Linked DNA regions of Aedes aegypti: region 1 is linked to region 2. A link is a contact called in public Hi-C data. All regions are on one chromosome and are shown on one strand. The core of a region is the stretch at or near the end of the contact, and the rest is flanking DNA. Distances in the headings are between cores, read along the strand shown.

Region 1 (2,700 bases), core at 90-2,589, 160 kb after region 2:
TACACCACTTTAAACGAACACACACGCACACAAGATTTCTTTTTTTCTGTCACAGATTCTCTCGCAGTTGTTTGTCACTTTTCACTGAATTGGATTTTTTTTTTTTTTGCTATTCGAATTTCTTTCACTCGCTAATTACTCGGGGCTGGTAATTTTCCTCTTCACCACCTTTTTCCTCGCTCTTCTGACGGTTTCTTCAATCGATCACAAATTTGGCGCAACAACACGTCTGTGTTTGTAGGTATGTGAGTCGCGTGCGTGTGAATCCAACACTTTCAATTTTCTTCTTCAAGTCACGAAATTTCGCGCCTCGGTAATGTATGTAAATATGTTTTCAAAAACAGGTATCACTCTCCGGGTATCACTCTTGGAGGGGTTTTTCTCCAATTTGAATTTGTTATTTTCCACAATTTATTATACAGCGCGCTTAATTCACCAAAGCTGCTTCCATTTCTCCAGATCCCACGTGTTCGATGTATAACGGCGGTAACAATCCTCTTGGTGTTATTGTTGGGGTGTTGATCAATAAAAACTTCGTTAGAAAAAATAGGTGTGTATGTTACTATCTGCTTGCAGATTCAGATTTTCAATCACTTTTCCTTCTTCGGTTCACATTTGTTGGTACGCAACAGACACGGTTTTATGCTTTGGGTAGCAGTGATGTTTGTTATTACTCTCCGTTTTTTATTTTTCGCTTTTACACAGGCACTTCTCTTCGGTATGTTGCTTCAGAGTGCGCGGAGGAGCCTTCAAAGAGTGTGCTCTAAAAATCACTTTCTAAACCAATCGGTGCGCAATTTTGTATGCGCTTTGCTGTTTCTGCTGCTTATCTCTGTCTTGAGTTGTTGGGGAAAAATCCGGAAAATTTTCACTTTCAATCTTCGATGTTGGGATCCAAATCCAAAGTGTTGCGAGTGGGATATCCCTCGACTTTAACCCCCTCTGCTGCTTCGGTGACCCATTTTTACACAGGTGCCTATTGATCACTTCGTTTACTCCAAAATATTTGTAGCAACTCTGTTTAGCGTTTAGAACGTACACGAAAATCACCAATCGAAACACGCACGCTCGATTTCGAAATCGAAACCCGCGAAAAATAAGCACAAAAACCCAAATCCAAAGAAACACACAAAATTCACGCTAATTAAATCCGCCACAGAAGAAGGGAGCACGACACTCCCCGCGAAATCGAAAACGCGCGCGCGCACACAATCACGCTTAGAAGAACGCAAAGGCAATCCCGCGAAACGCGAACTGAAGAACAATATACGCGACACCGAATTGATCTTCGGAAGCGACGTCCGAACGGAAACAAACGCAACGAAAACACAAAGGAGCTTTAGGTGCTGGGCCTAGGCGCACACACGTCAACGCGAATCAAAAGCCACTGATTGACTGACGCGCCACGAGCCGATCGGCCGCCGTCGCTTCGCGCGGCTAGGCGAGTTCATCGTCGTCGGAATGAACCGTCAACCTCCTCGGATGAACACAGAACAGAGCGCAGCCGAAGGTTCGCGTGCGCTTGTAGCGTCGCACCACCACCCACCAAACCACACTTCTTGGTTATGGCTTTCGCGGGTGGTAAAGCTCCCGATGGGTGACAGACCTTCAATGGGGTCTCCCTTCGTTCGGGCGTTCGTTCGTTCGATCCAAGCGGAAAGGAATGAAGAAAATTGTGGAAATTGCATTCGTCGTTCTCAGCACTAGCAGCGTGGCGGCAATCGTTCGCCTTTGGAAAAGTGCTGTTGAACTTTCACGTTCCCTCTACACAGGAGTACTTTGGGATAATCATGACCAAAATTATGGTCGGCCCTCAATGATATCTTTCTATCATTGAAGCCTATGATTGCGTGCATGACCGAATTTAAGGGGAAGGGACAGTGCCGTAGCGTGTGATTGGCCAAGTTGGCACCCGCCAAGGATATATTTAACAGATAGAAAGACAAATTTAACAAGGACAATAAGTCTCTGTTTTGTACGAAATTCGTGCACATAATGATGACAATTAAACCAATAGGGGAAGACGGGGTAAGAGCGCCCGCCGGGGTAAGACGGACCACCTTCAGTTTGGCATAAAAATGGCAATTTTCTTAAAAGTTCACCAAGCACTTTCCATGAACACAAGATTTTTGACATTCCGGAGCATTTAGTGCGATATTTACATCAAATTTGTAATAACAAATGTCAAAAACAAAGTTTCTGCTTGTCGATTGTGAATTTGATCTAAATTTAACAGATGCTCACTTAAGGATTTCGGAAGGGATTTTTTTGGTAAAACATAACAAATAACCCATGTATGCTTTAACAGAAATGTGAAATATGCTTCGGTGAAGTGAAATATGAATTGTAAATATTAAGCTTTGAAATAAGGCCATAGTTGTGAAAATTGCGCAATCGGGGTAAAACCGACCACTGTTGACGGGGTAAGACCGCCACCCCTGATTTATACCAAATAACTGTGTAAACCATTTTAGAAGTTGTTACTACGTTGTATATTACTGTTCAAGTGAAATGAAATCAATTTTGTGAAAAATACAAGCTAAACCCGCATAGTTCTTCCAAAATATGGGTGTTTCAAGGAACTAATAAGTATATATTCAAGTTTTTAGGAATAATTAATCCTAAAAATGATTCAATATCCACGTTTATCAATGTAGAATTCATTAAACATTATACTTTTTAGAATCACAGGGAACTGAT
Region 2 (2,700 bases), core at 144-2,643:
TGGCGATTTGTTAGGAATATTTCGGTGAAATATGTTATCATATTTCCATGAAACGATAGTCAATTGCAACTCAATGTTGGAGTCTTGAAACCTATTTTGTACCCCAGGAGTTGTAATGATTACCTAGTTCGATGTCAGTAAAACTAGCTCAAATGAATTTATATGTGTAGTTTTTAAAATACCGTTTTGATTCATATTACGGACACTTAAGGCCTCAGTGAAGTATAACCCAGCTTGGACCATACAAAATAAATCATTCTGTATGATTTTTTAGCGTTATCGAGCGTCGGAGCCCTTAACTTTCGGATGGTGGGTAAAGAATACGCGTCCGCAACTTGAATAATTTTAAATAAATCAAAACGTGTGGCCTTTTCATGATTCTTATTCCGGACGCTCCCTCACTTTTGCCTCATATTCCGGACACTTTGATTCGAATTACGGACAGCTCATGATAATCATTAATGGAACAGTCAAATCATCAATTGAAATCGTTCAACCACTTAAGAGACGTCTAAGGTAGTTGAGCATTATAAATTTGTAATGATATTTATGGAAAAAACCTAATAAAACGAGCCTCGTAAATGAGAACTTTTGGACGGCGAAAATGGAAACATTTCGTGTGAAATGTTTCCCATACAAACTAGAGTGTCCGGAATTTGAAGCTGTCCGTAATATGAATCAAAACGGTACCTATGATTTATTTCTGGTGGATTTGATTTGAATCAATCAAAGGAATTCATAATATGAGACAGAATAAGCACAGTGTCCGGTATTTTGAGCAAAATGTTGTTCAATACTTTTGCCTAAAACTTATAATAAAAGGCGAATAATAATGGTTTTTATCAGGGCACTCATTGGTTTACAGTTAACTATTCCAAAGAAATTAAAAATTCATAACATATCAGCGGATTTATGCCTATCGGATGCATTTACAACAATGTAAGCCTTATATGTTCGGACTATGAGTAGAAACGGTAATTATTAGAGATTTAGAGATACATAATCTTAATCTGAACACCCCTGCCATACGCAGCACGCAGGAGACGTTCTCTGCGCTGTGATCACTAACATTACTAGCCCAAAAGCAAATACATTATGCTTACCCATTAGAATCTCGCAAAATTCGCCCGCGATGTTGGCAGATGTGTTGAGTGGAAAGTTTTCTGCTCGCATTAAACATAAATCACTGCTGTAATTTGATTTGTAGCGTGATTTTCTCGTTCTTTAGCCCCCCTCATAAAACAATCCGACGGACGGCGGTTTGCGGTTCCGAGACGACGATGATAACAGCGCGACGCGCGAGGAAGAAATAACAACGGCAACAGCATCGATGGCCGTCCGTCGCGCGCCATCCATACGAACGACGCACACACACACACACCCAGTCAAACCTCAACTTCGGGTGAACTTGAAAATGAATCGGCTCAAGTTCACATCGCCGGCGGCGACGTCGACGATGACGATCGTCGACGCGCGTTGTGAAAGCTCGTGCCCGTTTTCGCCGTCTCTTTCTACGAGTGAAGTCCGATCCGATTCGGGCGATGTTCATCCGACATCTCGCGAAAATCTTCGTGTGCCACGTTCATTGCGCGATGAACACGCTTCGGGGGGATGGGAAAACAAAACAAAAGTTCGGCTCGTTTCTTAGCTTTTCTCTTCGGGTTGATGTGTGTGTGAGGGGAGGAGGGTGGAAATGTGCGACGACGACGTCGTTCGTCACGTTTTTCTCAGGTGCAATAAGCTGTCTCTCGCTCGGGAGCCGGATGGGTGGACAAGGTGAAGGTAAGATAGACAGATAAATGCACCGCTGTAAACTGCATCGTCGTCGTCGTCTTCGTTAGCTTTAGCGCGGGAAGTGATTGTGTTGATTTGTTTACTTTTCGTTTCGTTATCACTTTCTCCTTCTGTGTGCAGTTTCGCTTGAAGATTGATTCCGAATGGGGGGGACGCTGATTGGAATAAACTTTGCGAGGTAAATCTAGCTGATGTGACTCGTGCCGATAATTCTCGCAAAGCGGGAACGACAGAACGGGGAGCGGCGATACGAATACGGTGACTTTCCCAAGCTGGCATTTGGTGTCGTAAGCGCGCGACTCGTGGTAGCATAGCATTATTTTTAGCCTTTTGTGGAGTGTGCGTTGAGTTCACGTGCCAACTTGAACGCAAAAGCGTGATGCCTATTTACGGATAGTGTATGAGGCAGTTCATAGTAGACCTGTGCGTCGAAATTTCAACAACCAATCTCTAATTTACTTTAAATTTAAACGATAATGTAACATTCAAGCTTTTTTAGTTGGAAATTTTATATATTCATTTAAGTTTATTATGCAATAAATGAATTTAGTATACTTAAAGATAGTCTTAAGTTTACACTACTAAAAAATGTAAATATTTTCACAGTTTTGAATTAAAAATAAGTTGAGAATTTACAACGATGAAAACTACCGTCATGTATTTGCATATACAGTATTGGACAAAACATTTGCAACTTTTTCGATTTTCCATACAAAATGACCAACTTTGGTAAGCTAGATCTCAGTTATTTATCGTCCGATTTGAATGAAATTTTCACAGAACATCAGATATAACTTGAATTTCAACATATATTTTTGAGTGATTTTTCCAATAACGGGTTTATAAATTATAACGGTTTATCTAAAGTGTAATTTTCGACGAAAAATTCAAAACTATTTATCTCAA

Evidence for each region. A called contact is a pair of places that touch in the nucleus more often than the background predicts.
Region 1: a contact with region 2 is called in a Hi-C map of whole pupa, with 6 times the contacts expected there. The contact joins two enhancer-like sites. A contact is called at or near these places in 2 of 2 Hi-C or Micro-C datasets (whole body and whole pupa).

What each region holds. Positions count from the first base shown.
Region 1 is chr2:56,831,327-56,834,026 of AaegL5.0, forward strand. No RefSeq gene overlaps it. Among protein-coding and RNA genes, the nearest start is that of LOC110676940, 110 kb to the right of the region's middle. Within about 2 kb of position 1,340, at least 3 of the 3 cell types and tissues checked have open chromatin away from gene starts, as enhancers often do.
Region 2 is chr2:56,670,653-56,673,352 of AaegL5.0, forward strand. No RefSeq gene overlaps it. Among protein-coding and RNA genes, the nearest start is that of LOC5570091, 58 kb to the left of the region's middle. Within about 2 kb of position 1,394, at least 3 of the 3 cell types and tissues checked have open chromatin away from gene starts, as enhancers often do.